5 separate regions of the Mus musculus genome follow, and all the other regions are linked to region 2. A link is a contact called in public ChIA-PET, HiChIP or PLAC-seq and promoter capture Hi-C data. All regions are on one chromosome and are shown on one strand. The core of a region is the stretch at or near the end of the contact, and the rest is flanking DNA. Distances in the headings are between cores, read along the strand shown.

Region 1 (4,109 bases), core at 1,057-3,556, 300 kb after region 2:
TCTCCTACTGAGGTTGGTAGTGCAAATATCACTTTTAAAAAATTAATAGAGAACATAGAACGGTCCCCGTCATCAGGTGTTAGCTAACGAGACCACACCATTTTCTAGCATTAATGGTAAATTACATTTAATAAAAAAGCTGATTTCCTTCAAACTAGAAGGAATAGCATTGGAACTGTTAAAAAACTTGAGGGCAATAACTCAAACTAGATTCCCCCCCCCCCCCAGAAAGGGTTTCACTGTGTAGCTCTGGTTATCCTGGAACTCACTCTGTAGACCAGGATAACCTCAAATTCACAGAGATTGCTGGCTTCTGTCACCTGAGTGCTGGGATTAAAGGTATGAGTTACCACGACCCTGCTAGATTTTTTTTTTAAGACAGATTCTCATGATTCTTAAACTGGCCTTCAAGTCTCCAGCAGCAGAAGGTGACCTCGCACTCATGATCATCTTACCTCTGTTTCCATCTGTATTTCATGCCTATTTTAAGTCAGGGTTTTTATACAAGCACTCTACCAACCAAGAGATGTTCCTGACTGTCAAAACAGAGATTCTTAGGTAAACATTCAAATGAATATTTGTGTGTGTGTGTGTGTTGTTTGTGTATAAATCTTTATGCTTATGTATTTGAGGGAAATAAATTGTGTCACAGAAGCAATGAAACACTTTCTGGTTTTAAGGAAATTAGTGGGCACTGGGATGGGGGTAGGGGGCATGCATAGTTACCTCGTATATGAGACTGGGGAAATTGAGAACCCATGAAGCATAGAAACAAAGTGCTAGCCCTGCCCAGAGGATAAAGTCTGATTTGAAGCTGGAGGCTTGGGGGAGAACCAAAACAGAGGATGGTTTGCATCTGGGTCAAGATAACTGGGTACCACTCTGAGATGCTCAGATGAGGGAAAGGGGGCACATGGCCAAAGGAACTGCACGAACAAGCTGCATAGCGTTGTTAAACATCTGACATTGCCAAATAACCATCAAGTTTTAATTGAGCCACTAGGAATGCCGGGAAGAATTCTCTCAACTTTCCATGGAGCATTTGGTTGAGCCTTTGGCTGAAGTCCGGAAGAAAATGCTAGTGTTAAGCTCACTGTATAAATGTGGAAACTGAGTCACAGATCATAAAGATGCTGACTCAAGACCCCGAGGCTAGAATATGAATGGTTCAAGTCTGCACCCATAGCCACTGTGTAATGTTAATGAATACAGGAAAGGCAGGGATGAATACACGTGGGCTGGCACTGAAGAGCAGAGGGCCTCCTGCCCCATCCTCAAGGATCGAATTTCATAGATAAGTTACCAAAGACAGAGAAGGAAACTTTTAGTGTTTGAACTTGATGGGGGAAACAATTTTCAGTTATTAATCCTTATTTGGGACAAGTGTGTGTCTAGTGCTGGACTAGTCATTGGGATAGCCTTAGCCACATGTGGGTATGAGAGTTAGAAACATGGCTAATCCTGAAGTGATTTCTGCTGTGTATATAGGATAGCCACTAGGCTTTAAATATTTAGTGGCAGAGGAATTGAAACTCTTATTCATCATAAATCTTGATACACATTGATACCTTGGGTGTGTTGAGTGAAATACAATATCTAATGAAGTATTCTTGCATTTTTACTTTTATTTCATTTTGCATTTTTTCCCTTTTATTAATGGAGGAACTAGATGATTTTATTTTACCTATGTGGTCTGCCTTTTCTTCTTTCTGGGCACGTTGACCCTGAGTGATTTGTAGTAGGTATTTTACTAATCACCTCCATTGAAGGGCTTCCTCACCACATTGGCTTTTTAACCATACCCTTTCCTTGCTTTTCTGGTCATTTGCAAGAAAAGTTTGAAAAGGCTTCCCCCATTGCATGGTTTGAGAAGCCCAAGAGTTTCCTCATGGTTTGAGAAGCCCAAGAGTTTCCTTTTATTCAGCCGTCCCCAACCACAAACAAAGGCTCCCTGTGCTGTGCTCTGTGGATGAGAAATTCACATTACAAGGGCAAAAAGGGGGAGACGTAAAAGCAATTTCCAGCCCCCACCCCAAATGGTGTGAAGTAAAAGTGCTTTCAGAGAATCCCACAAGAATGGCACAGGTGGGCACAGCGGGGCTGTCTCATCGTCAGAGAGCCCAAGGAGTCGAAAGGAAACTCTAACATGCCACAAAACCATAGCTGTAATGCAAAGTAACTTAGCTCCCCCCACCTATCTGTCACCATCTTAAAAAAAAAAAAAAACCAAAAAAAAACTTGTGAAAATACGTAATCCCGAGGAGCCTTCGATCAGGTATAAAACTGGAAGCCAGAGAGGTGCAGGCTATAGCTGCCATCGGCTGACCTAGAGAAGACACATCAGCTGATCCTTTGGACCCTCTGACTTGAGACAGAAGTTCTGGGCTTCTCCTCCTGCGGCCTAGCTCTGAGACAATGAACGCTACACACTGCATCTTGGCTTTGCAGCTCTTCCTCATGGCTGTTTCTGGCTGTTACTGCCACGGCACAGTCATTGAAAGCCTAGAAAGTCTGAATAACTATTTTGTAAGTATGAATTCTTAATAATGCTTGTGGTTGGTTGACCGTGGTTGATGTTGACTTGCTACGGTGAGCGCCAGGCTGCCGTCTCTGGTCCCCAGTCATTTTGAGAAGATGGGGTGCTACGTTGCTATTTGCTGGAGAGGTGTTTATTGACTTAATGATCTCAATATCGATTTAACCCTCTGTCCAACTTACTACGGAGTTAGAGGGCAATTACCAATCTTCCCAAAGATAGGCATAGTATAGGTCCAAGGTACAAAGATGCTGATGATTTTGTGATTTCTTATCATTTAGTTGTGATAAAAAATATCCTTACCTCAATGGTTCTTATTCCTTCAGACGTCTTGAAAGTGATAGTGAGAGATGGATATTACCACCAAAACTACGCAGGGAAACAGCTTATCACTTAAAGTAATGGGAGGCAAAGTTCTTAATGTTTCTGTTTAAGAAATGCCCCCCTCCCCCGAAGTTGTTTTACCCTGAGGAGTAATTTTGAAATTCTACTACAATCGAATCAAAGCCAGCCGCTTGGTGAGGTTTAATGAGACTCTATATTTCTCAGAGTTTTCAGGATTTTCTCTTTTGTGATTTTTTTTTTAAATTAATGGTTAACAGAAGCAAATTTTATATCCTTAGAATTTTATAATTTGTCCCAAATGTATATACTAGTATACATATAGCTATTAGCATAATGTTCAAGCATCTACGGTCAATCCTCTCCTCACAGTGTAAATCAAGCTGCCTCCCGTATGTGTTTGGAGCTATTTTTTAAAGTAGCAATGAAGCCCTATTACAGCACAGACTGATGTTTCAGAGGCCTGGACCATAAGGGGGCAGTGTGCACAGTGGGATGATTCTAATGATTTTCTCTCTCCCTTTCTTAATTTGAGAGTAAGTTTCTTTTTAGCTCACTATGGTTACTTGAGGGTACTTGAAACCTCGTCAGCTTTGTTGAGTTTATTTGTGGCCTTGCAGTTTCAAGACTGGGCCAGTACATCCTGCAGCTAAAAGAATGTAACAGTAACAGTGTTTGGCTACATGCAGTCTTTTAGGGGATACTTGTTGTTAGAAGTAAGTGGAAGGGCCCAGAAGGAAACCTGTGACCATTATCAGCACTGAATTCAACAAAACTTGATAGATATTTTCAGGGCAATTGGTGAAATAATTACAAATCAATTTTTTTTCTCTTTTCCTCAGAACTCAAGTGGCATAGATGTGGAAGAAAAGAGTCTCTTCTTGGATATCTGGAGGAACTGGCAAAAGGTGAGTTGAATATTTCTCCTCTCCCAGTTTCCCTGTTGTTTCTAATGGGTCATTTCTTAAAATCCTCCCTTTGTGTTATTTCCCAAGGATGGTGACATGAAAATCCTGCAGAGCCAGATTATCTCTTTCTACCTCAGACTCTTTGAAGTCTTGAAAGACAATCAGGCCATCAGCAACAACATAAGCGTCATTGAATCACACCTGATTACTACCTTCTTCAGCAACAGCAAGGCGAAAAAGGATGCATTCATGAGTATTGCCAAGTTTGAGGTGAGACGGCATTGCAAGTTGCTGTATTGTTGGCTTTTTATTTTTCATTGTCT
Region 2 (3,691 bases), core at 709-3,208:
AAGTGTCTTTCTCTAGTGGAGACTTAGTAGCCAGCTACCATGGTTGTAGCCGGCAGTAATAACACATCTATAGATATATGGCTGTTGGAGAGAGTCTCTGTGATGCTGCTGGGCATACTGTGCATGGCTGTACATGCCAGTGAGGCAGTTCACATTGAATCTTGAAAAATGTGTGTGGGATTTTGGAATCCACTCCATCCTTGTGGTTTTTTTTTTGGCAAGAGTTGTTGGTAACACAGAGACTACATAATTTATTCAGTGTTCAAACCTTTTTTTTTTATTCCATATCTTTGATTCATTTCCCCAGGGTGGGGGGTGGGGGGAGTTGATTTTTGCTTAACCGTGACAAAGTAAACATTTCTCCCTTGAGTCCCTGCAATACATCTCTAGCAAAGCTGGGTGTCACCAAGTCATCTTTACCAACGGCCACATGCGTTTCTTGTCATTGATTCCCTGCCCAGCAGAGCTTTATCCCAATCGCCTTTGTTCCTTTTTAAGCAGACAGGCTATGTTCTTCTACCTACTTCCCCTGAGACTGTGTGGTGACAAAGCTTTGTGTACAATCAGAACCGGCTCTGTCCTATCCTGTAAGGTCCTGGCTGGCTTCCTGCAGGGGGTTTCATTTCATGTTCCACTGTGTCTTGCCTGTGTCATTTTTAATTCACAGGACTGGGGTTCTGTCCTCACCGATTAACATTAACGAAAGGTCTCCTGGATGCATGGCAGCACAGGGTCTTATTTAATATTCTCTCTGTTTTAGATATCAGGTGGCTTCTTCAAATGAATTTTTAAATTATCTCCATGATAATGAAGAAGATCGGAGACATCAATTAGGAGCCAAGAAGAGGAGTCTGCAGGAAGCACTTGAAGGGACTGGGAAGGGTTGATGGGAACATCCCAACACAGGACAAAGGTAAATTCATTATTCCTAGAAGAACCCCGGCAACCTTCTCTCCAGACATATGTCTGCCTTGATCATCTTATCTTCCTCTTCTTGCAGTTGTAATTTTCAAGGCCAAGTCTGAAAATTACCCCTGAGCCTCTTCTAATCATCTCTACCCTCAGGGACCACTCTGCTTCAAACTTCCCATTCATGCCTCTCACTTGGAAAGCGAGCCCAGGACATAGTATATTATGATCGACTAAATAATGTATTTAGCATGTCTGGGTAATTTTTTTTCTGGACTTTCAGAATTAGCAGTGTTTCACGATGGGCAATAACCTATAAAAGTCAAATGGAATTTTATTTTTATTTATTCTTTCAAGACCGAGTTTTTCTGTGTAGCCCGATACTGGAACTCACTCTGTAGACCAGGCAGAGATCTCCCTGGCTCTGCCTGCCCAATGTTGGGACTGGTGGTGCATGCCTTTAATCCCAGCACTATGGAGACAGAGCCAGGTAGATATCTTTGAGTTCCAGGCCAGCCTGGTGTACAGAGGGAATTTTATTTTTAAAAAGGATGAGTTGGCTTTGCGGTCTTAATAAACTTTACTTGAATCATCCTAGGTCGTATGTATTTTTGGACCTATCCTTTTTGACCCAAGGCTCGTGTAACGCTTCTCTCCTTAGCAACTTCTTTTCAGCCGGGTACTCTAGGGGCAATTTCCTTTATGGACAAAGAGACTGTGGGTTCTGTCGTGCATTCTGGAATGCCAGGCACACTTTCACGTTCTGTGATGTCAGGGAGCTGGAACCAGTGAGGTAGGCTCTTGCCGAGCCCGGCCACACTACACAGACAGGCTGCGGTGCGCGCACTGCGGGGACTCTGCCTGCAGCCTCCTGAACAAAGCTCCCGCGGGCTCCGCCCACCGCAGCTCCGGTATCCTCATTGGCCAGCTCTTCGCCCGCCATTAGGGAGCGGGGCCGTGCCCTTACGAGTGCTGGTTGGTCTAATCGTAATGACGGTGAGGGCTGCCATTGGTCTTTAGGCCTCAAAATGGGCGGAGCAAGGCCGAGAGGCGGGGCGGGAGGGCGGCGCGGAGTGCGCCGGCGCGTCGTCGGGGACGCCGGGTCCAGGATCTTGCTAGGGAACCAGTGTTGTCGCGTCGTCCCGCCCCCTCGGGGCTTTTGCTCCCGTTAACTGTCGGCGGGGCAGGCTCCGCAGCGCAGGGCGACATGCCGGTGCGCTTCAAGGTGAGGCCGGGGGCTGGGCGGCGGGTGGCGGGGACGCCGCGGGGTGGGTGCGTGACGCGCCTGTGCCGTACCGAGCCTCCTGGCCGGAGCCTGTGCGGGGCGGAGGATGCTCCGGCCGGTGGCCCAGCGCGGAGGGGCGGGTGGGGAGAGTTCGATGGGGGCCTGACGGCGTCAGTCTGGGGTCGCCAGGAGCGGAGGCGGAAGGAGGGCCCTTGACAGTGGGACGAAAGGCTGCTGTCGGTGTAGGACACCTGTGGTTCCTCTTGCCGATAGCATTCAGCTCCTTTCCTGCAAAACTTTAAAGCGCGCGGGTCTTTTAAACGCTTGGGAAGCGGGCCCCAGTAAAAGGAGAGCGTGGGTAGGTGTGCAGCCTGCTAGTTGCACGTTTGCTTTAGGTTTTGCTCACAGTTCCAGATAGCTGTCTGTGTCTAACGCCTTTCCACGCAACAGGTGGCCACAGTGTTTCTGTAATCCCGGACTCTTTAATTCTAAAGTGCTTGCCAGACAGAGTGGGAGGGGAACACGTCTTTCTCTAATTGCCTTTTATTAAAAGCCATAACATTATGCACTCGATGAATTTAGGATAAACCTCTAGTGAGGACTTAGGTTTGTTACCACACTTTGGAATCAGAGAACCAGTTATAGCGCAGCCTCATTGAGGGACTCCGGCTTGTCTGGCTCGGGTGGTTGTGAGGATTAAGGGGCTACTTAGCCCAGGGCTGGGTAAATATTAGCTATTATTAAGGAGCTTGACTGGGGTTTAATTCTCATTCTTGGGCCTTTCAAGAACACTCTTCAGAGGTTGAGGTTTTTTTGTTTTTGTTTTTCTTTCTGATGCTAAAACACCTCTTCACTACACTGTGCTCAAATTGCACTTTTCATTATAGGGGCTGAGTGAATACCAGAGAAACTTCCTGTGGAAAAAGTCCTATTTGTCAGAGTCTTATAATCCCTCAGTGGGACAAAAGTACTCATGGGCAGGACTTAGATCGGATCAGTTGGGTAAGTTGAGCAAACCAATAGCTATCATAACTTGAATAAACCTTGGGTTCTGTTTACAAAACAATTAAAATCTACCTGTGTTGGCCTCATGTATAATTGGCAAATATTTATTGATGCTATACTGCGATCCCAGAGTCCCTTATGTACAAACAAACAAAAACAAACAAACAAACAAAAAACACAAAGAAACTCATCAAATCGAGTTGTATATAAAATAGCATGATATCAAAAAAAGTTGAATAGTAAAACTGAAGGGGAAACGCCTGAGATTGGTTGTTCTGAAAGAGGCTTTTCTGGAAATGTTTGAGCGGAGAGGAGCAAGCCTGAGGGTGAGGACTTTCAAAGACTTGAAGAATGGAAGGGTAGGTAACAGAGGCATGGCTGGAACTTGCTGGTTTTGGTCAGTGCCATGAGTTCAGAAATCATGTTCTTCCTCTTACATAGGCTTCGTCTCCTGACCTCAGAGAATTTGAGCCCTCGGGCCAAGGTTTCCTACTGCACATTGAAAGAGTGGACTGACTGTTCTATCTACTGTTTCTCTCTCACCAGCTAGGA
Region 3 (3,925 bases), core at 1,385-3,884, 380 kb before region 2:
AATATTCTCAACTACAGTTTTCGTTATCGTCGCAACATCCAAGTCTAAGGAATTTTTGGAAATAGTAAAAAACAGAGTAATTATTAATATGAATATTCTTTGGACAGCTACAATAGTTAGTAAATTTGGAGTGATTCTTTTTCATATTTTTGGCGCTGATGATTGAATCAAGCTTTATAGATGTTGGATAAGTATTCTGCCACTGAGCTATGTCCCCAGCCCTAAAACAATATATATTACACAGTGCCAGTGAGATGGCTCAGCAAGTGACGTGGCTTGCCACTAAGTCAGGTGATTGGAGTTCAATTCCCAGGACCCACGTGGTCATCAGGACCCATTGCTGCTGTGGGCTATTTTCTGATCTCCATATGTGGACCATAGAACTTGAACATGTGTGTACTGCTAAAAATTTATTTTAAATGTAATATATATTTAAAAAACACTACAGAAAATATCATAATTTAAAAATATTCTAGACTGAGTGTGATAACTTCTGCCTATAATCCACTTTTTAGGTAGCACTTGGTAGGTGAGGAAGGACCACTGAACCTGAGGCTAGCCTGGGCAAGTTCAAGACCAACTTAGGCTACAGAGTAAGACCTTTTCTTTAAAAAACAAAAGCAAAAATGTAAGCAAAATATTTACACATCTTTTTTTTCTTTTTTTTTTTTGTTTTTGTTTTTCAAGACAGGGTTTCACTGTGCAGCCCTGGCTGTCCTGGAACTCACTTTGTAGACCAGGCTGGCCTCGAACTCAGAAATCCGCCTGCCTCTGCCTCCCAAGTGCTGGGATTAAAGGCTTGCGCCACCACGCCCGGTTGTAAAAGTTATTTTCATCTTCTAAAAGAATTTCACTGAGATTTTTACTCCTGTTCTCCCCCTCAGATAAGACTTGCTATAAGACAAATATGCCAAACCCAAAGTGAAAGCCTGCCCACAAAGGCCAACCGGGGAACTGAGAAGACAGCTAGGTGGGTAGAGCCTGCGTCGCATAAACGGGAGGAAGCGAGTTCAAATCTCCAATGTGATCGACTGAAAAGCTGGATGCTGTAGCTTGGGTGTGGAACACAACTTCTGTGGGGAGATGGAGGCAGAGGGAGGGGAATCCCCAGAAGCCCCCGGGCCAGCCAGCCTGTCCCAGGCACGGGAAACAACAGAGACCCCACTTCAAAGCTCAGTGGAAGATGGGACCAACGTCAGAGGCCACCCTGACCTTCACACCACGCTGTGGCGTGCGCACCTATGCCTGAGCAGATTCTCCTTCCCTTTCTCTAACGCACAAACATAACTTTTTCATGTGAGTAGATATAGGGGATAAATATGATAAAAGTACCTATAAGTATTCATTTGAAAAACAATATAGCAAAACTCATTATTTTATGTAATATACACCTAAAAAGAAATAATAGCTAAAATTCTATTTTTTTTAAAGATTTTTTTAAAAATTTATTTATTATATGTAAGTACACTGTAGCTGTCTTCAGACACACCAGAAGAAGGCGTCAGATCTCATTACGGGTGGTTGTGAACCACCATGTGGTTGCTGGGATTTGAACTTCGGACCTTTGGAAGAGCAGTCAGGTGCTCTTACTCACTGAGCCATCTCACCAGCCCTATATCTAAAATTCTTAACTACTTACCTGCTTCCTTAGCCAGCTCTAGGCACTGGTGCCGCTGCTCAAATTCCGTAACACCTTCCAAAAATAAGGCATACTGGGCCACGGCGAGGTCTTGAGGCAGATGACAGGTATAGAACGCTATGAGGCTTGTGTGCTTCTCGCTTATTAACAGCTACGGAACACAAAAATCACAGGACACCAAGTAAGCTAGCGGTGTTTTGAGAAACCTGTGCTTCCGAACTGCAAATATAGTTAGGAAAGCCTCAGATATGTGCTTCAGACCATAATGCTTTTCTAGAAATGCACTCAGAAAGGTTCACAGATCTCTATGGTGTCCACAGTATTAAAACAGCGTCACTGGGGGCTGGAGAGAGACTGAGGTTGAGAGCACGTGTTGCCCTTTGAAAGGACCCAGGCCTCGCCCCCAGTACCCACATGATGGTCCACAATCGGTCATTACTTCAGTGTTCTCTTGTGAGCATACAAAGACACATTGCGCATACAAACATGCAGGCATAATACTTATAAAATAAAAATACATGTTAAAAAACAGTACATTTTGATTTTTCATTAAAAAAAAAACAAGTTGTAGATTCTAAAAGCTTACCTGTATATATGTTTTTAGAACTTCAATGGAAACTTCTTCCTTCATAGAAAAAATACACAATCCAGTTACTAACATCACCACTTACAGGTACAATAATAATACAATTTCTAATACGAGTTTTACTTGTAAACGCATGAAGAAATGTACTACTTACACTGAGTGGTAACCACCCAGGCTAACTGCTTATGAAGCATGTGCACTGCTTCAGTTCACACCACCAACCAACCAACCAACCAATCAGCCAGCCAGCCAACCAACCAACCAGCCAACCAACCAACCAACCAACCAACCAACCAGCCAGCCAGCCAACCAACCAGTGGCTCTTTAAACATCTAAGTACTGTGTATGCAACCTAGGGGGTCAAGCTCTCTCAGTCCATTATGCAAGTTCCAGCGACTGAACAAGTCACGAGGCTTGGTGGCAAACATTCTTTACCCGCTAAGAGGTCAGTCTCTCAGCATGTCTCCTTGTGGGTTTTATGGAGGAGGAAGTTCTTATATGCCCAGGATTACACAGCTAGCAGTTACAGAGCAAGGATCTAAGGTCAAGGTCCTCAAGTCTAAGGCTGTAGCTTTTCACTGTCACTGTGCTAGCTCTCACGTGCACCTCTGCTACAATGTTATCAAACATTTAGAAAAAAGAAACACAAGGCGGATTTCTGAGTTCGAGGCCAGCCTGGTCTACAGAGTGAGTTCCAGGACAGCCAGGGCTACACAGAGAAACCCTGTCTCGACAAAACAAAACAAAACAAAACAAACAAACAAACAAGAAACACAGAAAGGAAAGAGAAACTATTTAATTCTCACACAGGATTTATTTTGGTTCCATTAGCTTAGCTGGATACCAAGGAGGACTAATTTCTTTAAATTTGGGCAAGCAGCAGCATTCTCTGGCCATAGACTAGAATCTACAAATCACTCCCAGTGAGTTACCAAAATAGGTGAACAAATGAGATGATGCTGACGTCAGACGCCATCTAGAAAAGGCTGAGGCACACAAGGGAGTTTTCTGGAGATGGCCCACTATTCTGCATGGATTCTATGGGTGAGCTCTGAGAGGCCAGGGCCCGAGAGACTTCCTCCCAGGATTGCTTCTTGTGGCTAATATGCCTTTTCTTCTCTTTCTTCTTTTTTAAAGATTTATTTATTTTATATATGTGAGTACATTGTTGCTCTCTTCAGACACAACAGAAGGCGGCATTGGATCCCATTACAGATGGTTGTGAGCCACCATGTGGTTGCTGGGAATTGAACTCAGGACCCCTGGAAGAGCACCCAGTGTTCTTACCCACTGAGCCATCTCTCCAGCCCTACTAATATGCCTTTTCCTGCACTATTACAGACCCTGGCTTTTGGCCACAGAATAATGAGAGAGTTCCCAGAAGCCTTCAGTCTCCTCCCGCCTCCTGCCCCAACAGGAAGAGAGCGCTATAAGACCAGAGATCCGCAGGCTTTGCACTTTGTCCAATGCTGTGGTGCCTCGGCAGTGCCGCTGCAGGCCAGGTCGGGTCCCGGCAGCTGGTGGCAGGTGCTGGACTGCAAGGGGGAGGGAGGCAGGCAAAGCTCAGCTGCCCACCTTTACTTACTGTACCCACCTTGGTCTGGAGGCCTAGGGTGCGGAGAAACAGAATGAGGTGTGTCATGAAGCGGAGCAGGTGTCCGGGCAGACTGCTTCCGCTCTTGGACAGCCATTTGCTAAAT
Region 4 (4,324 bases), core at 647-3,146, 320 kb before region 2:
GAGGCAGGGTCTTACCATGTGTCTCAGGCTAGTCTGGAACTCAATACATAGAGCACTCTGGCCTGGAGCTTGCAGTGACCCTCTGGCCTCTCCTACCCAAGTGTTAGATTATGTGCTTGCACCACTATGCTCAGTTTAAATCTGTAGTTTTAAATTACAGTTAACTATTTGTATCTGTGGGTTCCATAACCAACTATGGATCAAAAATAATTCAGGATAAGGACAAACCAGACCACGTGTGCACTGATCATATAAAGTTTGTCGCTGTTAACTACACAGTGTTAACAACCACTTACTACACATCTATACAGTGAGTACAACAGTGACTCAAAGAGCATTTGTGCAGTGTTGGCACTGTAATTTTAACCCATAAACACAGTCAACACATCTCCCCATTACTGCAGATACAAACAAAAAAGCAAATGAATATTGTATACACTTCTCAGTCTGATTTAAGGGTGGTTAAATCCTACACAGGCGGTCTGTTTGTTTGTCTGTCTGTCTTTGAGACAGGGTTTCTCTGTGTGGCCTTGCTGTCGAGGGCCTCACTCTGGAGACCAGGTGGCCTTCAACTCCCGTAGCTCCACCTTCTTCTGCCTCCTGAGTGCTGGAACTAAAGGCATGCACCACCATGCACAGCATTAGGTGGCCATTTAAAAAGACCAAGTAAGATGGTTTATCTTATCGGCAGTAAAGAGAAAGTCAATCTACGTTTGTTTTGAAACACAGTCCCATGTAGCTCAGGCTGGCCGTTAACTCTGGATCTCTCTTTGGCCTCAAGTGCTGGGCTTGCAGGAGTGCACCACCATTCTCTTGGTCTGTGTTCTTGTGGTTCTTTGCTAAATTCTGATTTACTTAAGCTAACTCTGTCTGTCTCCCTCATCACATCCAACTGTTTCTTCTAAAGCTAACCCTTGCTAGGGAAAAGATGCCCATTAAACAATACAAAACTACATAGAGAAAGGCTTGGAAAAAAGACTAATTGCAAATACACACACACACACACACACACACACACACACACACACACACACTTACAAATTTAAACAAAACCCTCAATTTCTCTATATTGCACTAACATGCAAATATACACACATGTGTAGGCCGCTACTCTCTGGAAAGCTTAAACTTAATTCTCATATAACATAAATGCTATGCAGATACACCTAATAATTGTCTAAAATTACAAGAAAAATCTTATATTTCTTGTCAAGTTATGGGATCTTACCTTAATCAGACCAAGACAAATAACCAAAATCATATCTTACAAGAGCTGGGTGTGGTGTACACACCTCTAATTCCAGCACAAGTGAGGACTGTCACGTGGTTAGGGCCAGTCTAGTGTACCCGGAAAAAACTGTCTCAGGAAACAAAACCATAAACAACAAAAGCTGAGCTGTAGCTTGGCTGGAGTGCTCTGCCCCCTGCGGGAAGCCCTTGGTTCTATCCACATCACTATAGGAATGGACGTGGCCTTTAAAGCTGCAACCTCAGCCAGCATTCCCAGAATTATGTAAAGGCAGAAGTAGGAATTTAAAGTCAAGATTTCCATTTGACTACTAAATATGAGAACAAAACAAAAGCCACCTCAGTAGAAAAGACCATAGTGAAGTGAAAAGCTTCCACTGGGCAGGAACGACTTACCAGGGCTGACTTCCCAACGCCTCCTGATCCAAGCACGACGAGCTTATATTCACGCATGGTGCACACTGTCACACTTAGTACCTGGTTAAAGAAGAAGGAAAACAATCTTTAAGTCTTGGTATTTATGTGCTCTTTATAAGACAGCCAGACTAACAGCTTTACATAAAATGATTACTAGACTAGATTCCCATGGGAGCACTGTGCAAGTTTTCTACAGAGTTAGGTTCAAAGTGCGTGCTGTCTCGGTATAGTGCTTGCTGTCAACGCCTTGGCAACTCGAGTCTGATAATCAATCCATGTAGAGGTGGAAGGCAACAGCCAAGTCCACAAAGCTATCCTGATAGTCCCACATGTGATGATGCACATGGTACATGTACTCACACATGCATGTCACACACATGCATAATAATAATGAGGGAAGATACAAAGAGTTACAGACAATACTTTTTAGTTCCCTCTTTTTGGGGCAGAGAAGTATAGTAAATAGCTTATGGGCATGTGACACCACTCTGTTTAGGCGACCCATATACCCTTCTTGACCTGCACCAGAGCAGGCACTAGCCACAGGGAGTTCTAAGACTCCCCTCGCCCCCAACTGTGAGCATCCAAAGACCCACAACTTGCATCCAACTACAAGCACGCTCCACCACAAACAACAGGGTATGTTTTTAAATCTCCCCTAGCAAGTCTCAAGAAGCCCTGTGTCATGGACAGAGAATAATCCTAGATACATTAGGAATAGCATGAGAGGGCAGATCTGCCCTGAACTAGTTTTGGGACATTGTGCAGTAAGGCAAACTGTGCTCAGTGAACTTTTAGAGAATTCCTAAGTACCATCTTATGTTTACCCATAGCTGGGCATTGTATATGATTAAAACTGGATGCATCACGAGAAAGGCAGTGAGCAAAACCAGCCAAGCAAAACAGAGACCCCACCCCACAGCCTCATATTCCCTTTGCAGTCAAACGCCTCCTCTCCTGCCAAGAGCCCATAAAGCAAGGCCCGGGACAACGACCTGGAGCCCTGGGTCCTCCTAATTGAAAGCCTACTCATGTCTCTGCAGCACACCTGACATGTACTATTGCTCTGCTTTTCCCTTGTTAGTATGCAATCTATGTGCACTTCCTTCAATTTACTAATTAAGACCCAAGAATCTAGAAGCAAGCATTAATAATAATTTCAATTAGAATATCCAAGGGAAAAGGAGAAGAAAAAAAGAGGGTTGGGGTGGTGGCTGAGAAACATCACTAAGAGCTTTTTACGACTTACAAGCTAACATGACATACCTACCCCTCTTTTCTCAAACCATCTTAAGACAACAGTAAACAACCTGAACCACATACAACTATCAACTGTAAGTAGCTGAGAACAGGCATATACTCAACGAATAGAGGAAAATCCCTGTTCCCTGGGACAATGTTCTAGAAAAATGACTGTGACATGTAGAACTGGAAACACAGCATCCAGGCACGATGGCGCATCCCTACAATCTCAGAACTCTTAAGACACAGGCTTGAGGCTAACCTGAGCCACACTGTAAGATCCCAGCTCTACAGTTCTTCCATTCTGCAGTCCATGATAACTTACTCCTGCCTCTGCAAGTTTGCCAATCTTTAAGTTTCATAATTTACCTCAAATCATAAAAGCAGCAGTCTGCTCTGCCCAGGGGAGGCAGTTTTCTAGTATGGTCAGTTTTTTGCTTAAGTAAGTAATAACTGTATGCTTAGTATTTCCTGCCTTCTCATGCTGAAGACCCTCACAGCCTCACTTCAGAAAGCTCCCCAGGTCTAGCAGCACTGTCAGAGGCTCTCATCTGACTCCTTGAGCTCATCTCCCTGACCTGCTACAGCAAGACTTGTAACCAAGTAGCCTATGGAGAAGGCAGCTGGCTTTCTGATTCGCACTGTGAGTGGAACCACTTGTCAACACTGTTTGATTCTTTGCTCATCTATCTGTGAGGTTTTGTCTCACATTTGTTTTGGCCTGGGTGGTCTTGCTTTCACCTGTTACAGAGAACGCAGGGAAAAGGCCCCATAAGCTTTTCAAGCTGGCCCATTGGGGACTGAAGATGAGTAAAACCAACCATCAGTTCAGGCAAACATGAGGGACTAAGCTCAAACTTCACCTGGATCACCTATAAAACCCTGATGGTGACAATCATTTTATCAGTTTGTAATCATTTTGCCTTCTAACAGATATTTTGTCGGGGGAACCTCACAATCTACTGGGAAACCTTTATTCTCCTGTTTGTTTTTTAGTGGTAGGGTCTCATTCCAGACCAGGATGGCCTCGAACTCGCAGTTATTCTCAGTTTCCTCAGTGCTGGGTGGGATTAGAGATGTGTGTGTAAGGAAGACACTTCTTTATGTTTAAAGTGTAAGCACAGGAAACACTTTAATTTGTAGGAATAGATTATAGCCTGTGAAACATGTAGCTCTTAAGTATGCGGTTAAGGTCTGCCATATGCCAGCATCCAAGTACCCTATACTCTCATCAAGGTTTAGAGGATTGAATTATTACAAGGCACTTTTTCTTGATGGTGGGAATATCTTCTTGTCATAAACACACCACCACAGCTACATTTCCTTCTGTGTCAGAAACAGGCTGCACACCTTAGGGAATCTGTGGAGACATGTTCTAGAACTTTAGCTATACCAACTGAACTACCCCTCACTTATG
Region 5 (4,294 bases), core at 1,619-4,118, 460 kb before region 2:
TCTAGGGGAGTCCCTGCCAACCACAGCATTGGCACTGTAGCAAGACAGCCCCTCAGTCCTACCTGTCAATCAGGAACTTAGACAGGTGGTGCCAGCTGGGTCCCCCAGCTCCAGGAACAGAGCTACCGGGTGGCTCCAGACCTACCATTCACTTCTCCTGGCCACAGCTGCAGATGCAGATGTTTGAGCTTCTCCTAGGTATAAATTGTGTGTGTGTGTGTGTGTGTGTGTGTGTGTGTGTGTGTGTGTGTGCGTGCTTGAAAACAATGGAAACACTTCAAGCCATTTATGTAAAGCGATGGGTTTTTTTTAGATAGAGCCCCAAAGGCACAAAATTAAGATAGACAAAGAAAAACGAACCAGGAAGCATGGCAAAGGAGCCAAGAGCAGATTGTCCCTGTGTCTTCAGACCTGGGGAAAAAGATCTGCAAATGACTTCTCCATTAAGAGATGAGTTTCTAGAATATATAAAGTGCTCAAAAGGAAGCCCTGAATGCCAGCACTGCCCAGAGGCAGGTGGACCCAGTGAGTTTGAGGTCAACCTGGTCTATGTAGCAACTCCAAGAGCAATCGCAACCTACCTGAAGATTCACAAGAACAAAACTAGTTTTTAAAACAATTGAAAGTTGTTTGGTTTTGGTTTTGGTTTTGGGGGTTTTGTTTGTTTGTTTGTTTTTTCAAAACAGGGTTTCTCTGTATAGTCCTGGCTGTCCTGGAACTCACTTTGTAGGCCAGGCTGGCCTCGATCTCAGAAATCCGCCTGTCTCAGCCTCCCAAGTGCTGGGCTTAAAGGCATGCGCCACCACCGCCTGGCACAATTAAAAGTTTTAAAAGAAAGTGGTAGAAGGGCTCCGAAGGTCTGGGTTGAAGTTCTGGAATCCACCGGGTGGCTCACAACTGACCATCCGCGACTCCAGTTCTAGGAAATCTGTTGCCCTCTTCTGGCCTCTGTAAGCACTGCATGCAAGTGGTAGACACGTGCAGGCAAAAAAACCGCTCTTGTGCAAGGTTTTGGGTTTGGTTTTGTTTTGTTTCTTTCTTTCTTTTTAAAAAGGAGGGGTGGGGAGTGAAGTAGAGTTATACACCTTAGGTCAGTGGCAAGGAGAATGGGAGTAAGTTGAAGGAAGAATCTACTCACAATCTTGATATCCAATAAGGATACTCTAGGCTTGGTCCAAAAAAAGCACCTTTACCCCGGCACACTGAAAATGACCGTGGCAGAATCAGTCGTGGCTTCCTCCATTTAGTCTTTTCCTTCACTAGATGCTGAACCCCCTCTCTGTTCTTACTTCATTTTGTAATTCTTGGTAGCATTTGCACCAAAGGCCTACATCAAGAAACACTGGCAACTTTCCGGGCGCTATAGCCCCGGAGGCGTGGACCGCTTTCAAGCCACGCATGCACCGCTCAAAGGGGTGGAGATCTGTCTTCTGCGTGGACCTCACACCCATCTGAAATCACTCAAGTAATTGTTTCTTGTTCCTTCTCAGGTTACAGTCCCTGGACACGACTCCTACCTCACGAAGCTTACTATTCCAGGGAAATCCCAGCCCTTCAGTGCTCTTAAAAAGGATTTTCACCTCCCGCTGCGATGGCAGCCGGATTCCATCTCCGTATCCAATCCTTCGTGCCCGATGATTCCGCTGTACAAATTCATGCCAAGCCACTCGGCTGCCACAAAGCCTAGTCTGGGCGTGTTTTTCATGACTCTTTTGTACGTATTTTTTAAATAAAGCAAGGTGTGAAACTCGACTTCCGGGAATCAGGGATTGGTTACTCCCGGTTATGGCAACCCTCCCTCCTGTGGGACTGCGATTGGGACAGACTCCACTGTTTTCCTTAAGAAGAAAACCGGATGTTTCCAAACCTGGCCTAGAGCGACCTGTAACGACCAAATCCATCTTCAGTCTGGATAAAGTGGAGGTCACTGCTTAGCTCATGCTGCCCACACAAACGCCACCCCGAAGGAGTCCCAAACACTTGTAAGAAAGTTCAGAAGCAAAACAGATATCCCTACAAGAAAAACAATTTGTCTACGGAGAGCCACGTGGATCAGAGCCGCAAGGACGGGCACTTTCTGGTCACTTGCTGTGTTACGACCTTTCGTGTTATTTGTAGAGAGCTGATATTGTCTATAAGTGGTTCTCCCCAAAGGAAGAAATTTCTAGATAACGGGACTAAGAGCATTTACTCTTGCCAATGGTCTAAGGCCAAATGAGAGAAAATGGACAAACATGTCTGATGTGGGTACAGATGCAGTGGCCTCTGTCTCCCGTGCCTTTGCCCTTGCCCCCTGCACCTGATGCCACAGTCCTACGAAGATGACCCCTCCTGTATAACCCCAGTCCCTTGCCTGAGCCTCAGATGCAACTCCAGCTGCTCACCAGACACACCCACCTGACTACGATGCCTAGGAACTGCAGTTCATCCGGTTGACTGTTGAGACGCCATGCAAGGCTGTTCGATTCCCATATCCAGTCACTGGAAGCTGCTGTATACAGCCTCTCCAGGCCAGTTAGCGTCCCTCCGCCGCTGACCCAGCTGCTGCTCATGGGTATTTTCGCCAAGTCCGTCTTCCACACAGAACCTGGGGAGCTGGGCTGCCCAAAGCTCTCCTGCTCCCTAAACACAACACAGTAAGTGCTCTCGGTCCCAGGTCTGGATTCTGATTGTGTCACGTCTTGTTTCCTGCTCAGTAAAACTCCATTCCATGGGGGGTTAAGAGCACTGACTGCTCTTCCAGAGGTCCTGAGGTCAATTCCCAGCCACCACATGGTGGCTCACAGCCATCTGTAATGGGATCCGAGGCTGCCTTCTGGTGTGTCTGAAGACAGCAACCATGTAGTCATACACGTAAAATAAATAAATTTTTTAAAAGGAAGAATTCCAAGCATCGTCTTCAACGGGGAAGCCCATGGAGTTCCAGGTGGTCAAGTTCAAGGCCGATCCTTCAAAGAAGTTCCTTTGACTAGTGACTTTACAGCATCGTGGTGTGGAACTGCTCTGTGCTGGCCTTCTCTAGCACGCCATGAGCTCTTTAAGACAAGGATCTGCTTGAGAAATAATTTCTCAGAGTCTAGCCAAAAAACAGGAAATAAATGGATGGGGAAGTGTCTCAGCTACCGCTACAGACCTTTCCAGAACGCTAAGGATCTGAGTAATTTTGTGTAAATGCGTTTTATGTTTGGCAACATTCAGCTTACTAGTACACACACACACACATACACACTTTTCACGTGTATGTCAAAGAACAAAATCCAAAGATAAATGCAAATGGGTGAGCTGTGAGGCTTGAGGGAAAGGCATTAGCTGTTAGCCAATCTGCCTTCTAGACCAGAAAACAAATTCTTACAGTTCGAAGTAAAGTGTCCCCTGTAAAAGTAACTTTATTCTAACATTAGAAGAAGAGAAAGCTGGGCGTGTTGGCGCACACCTTTAATCCCAACACTCAGAAGGCAGAGGTGGGCGGATGTCTTCGTTTACACAGACAGACCCTGTCTCAAAAGTAAATAAATTAAAAGAAAAAAAAAAGGATAAATATCAAACAGGAACATTAACAGTAACTCCGAGGTGCAGGTTTCTAAGTGACATGCATTTCCCACAGGAAGTAAGAACATGCGGGGTTTGACAGGCGATGAAGGCTTGAGACTCTAAAGAGATACGTGGGCACCCTGGTGCCCTTTCTTGGTGCCAAACCTAATCTATATTTTAATATCAATAGTCTGCATAGCTTTTTAACCGCTTCTAAATTTGGAAATAGCATGAGTATCTTGATCATTTTATTTAAATAAGCATTAACTTATATCCCAGAAGGCGCGTATTAATAGTTCAAAAAGGGATCTGGGTATATTACATTTGAAGTATATATATAAGACGAAGCCAGGTGTGGTGGTGAACTATTATCCCAGCGCTTGGGAGGCTGAGGCAAGATCGACACAGCTCAAGGCTAGCCTGGACTAGCCATCTTAGAAAAGCAAAACCAGTAAGATATGTAAGAGCAAACTTGGTTCGCCATCAGCTGGTGTTCTGAGTTCTGACTGGTTGACCCTTTCCTAAGATTCCGTGAAAGGAAATGAGCTGTTCGCTGAGCTGCTCATGGGCCTAACCGGAGACTTGGTACTGAAACAACTTGCAAGTGCCCGTGTCTTACCAGAGACTGTGCCAGGGCTTTGCACAGGGCCATTGAGCCACAGCTACGTCTTTATTTTGTTACTTTTTGTTCAGACACAGCATTTCACTAAGCTGTGTAGCCTGCACTTGGAACTCATAGTAAGCCAAACTGGCTTTGGATCTG

The links. Promoter capture Hi-C pulls out the DNA fragments that hold promoters and counts their contacts. ChIA-PET counts read pairs in DNA pulled down with a chosen protein or histone mark. HiChIP or PLAC-seq counts read pairs in DNA pulled down with a chosen protein or histone mark.
Region 1: a contact with region 2 is called in an RNA polymerase II ChIA-PET map of memory CD8 T cells, with 39 read pairs. The contact joins the promoter of Ifng here to the promoter of Mdm1 in region 2. A contact is called at or near these places in 2 of 39 promoter capture datasets (embryonic stem cells and hippocampal neurons), 2 of 115 datasets of contacts at active chromatin or transcription factors (effector CD8 T cells and memory CD8 T cells) and 1 of 9 other capture datasets (embryonic stem cells).
Region 3: a contact with region 2 is called in an H3K4me3 HiChIP or PLAC-seq map of bone marrow-derived macrophages, with 4 times the contacts expected there. The contact joins the enhancer-like site here to the promoter of Mdm1 in region 2. A contact is called at or near these places in 17 of 39 promoter capture datasets (the 3T3-L1 cell line, the C10 cell line, the HPC-7 cell line and 12 more), 1 of 484 Hi-C or Micro-C datasets (bone marrow-derived macrophages), 12 of 115 datasets of contacts at active chromatin or transcription factors (the 230-238 cell line, the SCID.adh cell line, bone marrow-derived macrophages and 8 more) and 3 of 9 other capture datasets (adipose tissue, liver and pancreatic islet).
Region 4: a contact with region 2 is called in a promoter capture Hi-C map of the C10 cell line. The contact joins the enhancer-like site here to the promoter of Mdm1 in region 2. A contact is called at or near these places in 13 of 39 promoter capture datasets (the C10 cell line, the HPC-7 cell line, HPC-7-derived erythroid cells and 10 more), 2 of 15 datasets of contacts at CTCF or cohesin (CD8 T cells and the NIH/3T3 cell line), 10 of 484 Hi-C or Micro-C datasets (B cells, the G1E-ER4 cell line, Th17 cells and 6 more), 16 of 115 datasets of contacts at active chromatin or transcription factors (the 230-238 cell line, the SCID.adh cell line, bone marrow-derived macrophages and 11 more) and 4 of 9 other capture datasets (adipose tissue, embryonic stem cells, liver and 1 more).
Region 5: a promoter capture Hi-C map of hematopoietic stem and progenitor cells shows a contact between it and region 2, with 2.9 times the contacts expected there. The contact joins the enhancer-like site here to the promoter of Mdm1 in region 2. A contact is called at or near these places in 12 of 39 promoter capture datasets (the 3T3-L1 cell line, 3T3-L1-derived adipocytes, the C10 cell line and 8 more), 1 of 484 Hi-C or Micro-C datasets (embryonic stem cells), 2 of 115 datasets of contacts at active chromatin or transcription factors (large pre-B cells and memory CD8 T cells) and 3 of 9 other capture datasets (adipose tissue, embryonic stem cells and liver).

The regions. Positions count from the first base shown.
Region 1 is chr10:118,438,740-118,442,848 of GRCm38.p6, forward strand. It overlaps Ifng (interferon gamma), which reads left to right and starts at 2,307. Exons shown (of 4, transcript NM_008337.4): 1 at 2,307-2,526; 2 at 3,721-3,786; 3 at 3,874-4,056. The coding sequence starts at 2,416.
Region 2 is chr10:118,139,829-118,143,519 of GRCm38.p6, forward strand. It overlaps Mdm1 (transformed mouse 3T3 cell double minute 1), which reads left to right and starts at 1,959. Exons shown (of 14, transcript NM_148922.3): 1 at 1,959-2,134; 2 at 3,022-3,136. The coding sequence starts at 2,117.
Region 3 is chr10:117,762,092-117,766,016 of GRCm38.p6, forward strand. It overlaps Nup107 (nucleoporin 107), which reads right to left. Exons shown (of 28, transcript NM_134010.2): 19 at 3,820-3,925; 20 at 2,226-2,264; 21 at 1,640-1,790; 22 at 1-44. Among named protein-coding and RNA genes, the nearest start is that of Slc35e3, 18 kb to the left of the region's middle. Within about 2 kb of position 2,635, at least 12 of the 459 cell types and tissues checked have an H3K27ac peak or open chromatin away from gene starts, as enhancers often do. A contact at or near this core is called in bone marrow-derived macrophages, where this site is marked.
Region 4 is chr10:117,822,950-117,827,273 of GRCm38.p6, forward strand. Rap1b (RAS related protein 1b) reads right to left here. Exons shown (of 8, transcript NM_024457.2): 2 at 1,645-1,725. The coding sequence starts at 1,701. Among named protein-coding and RNA genes, the nearest start is that of Rap1b, 21 kb to the right of the region's middle. Within about 2 kb of position 1,897, at least 16 of the 459 cell types and tissues checked have an H3K27ac peak or open chromatin away from gene starts, as enhancers often do.
Region 5 is chr10:117,681,788-117,686,081 of GRCm38.p6, forward strand. Cpm (carboxypeptidase M) reads left to right here. Exons shown (of 9, transcript NM_027468.1): 9 at 1,491-4,294. The coding sequence ends at 1,733. Among named protein-coding and RNA genes, the nearest start is that of Gm25709, 22 kb to the left of the region's middle. Within about 2 kb of position 2,869, at least 13 of the 459 cell types and tissues checked have an H3K27ac peak or open chromatin away from gene starts, as enhancers often do. A contact at or near this core is called in hematopoietic stem and progenitor cells, where this site is marked.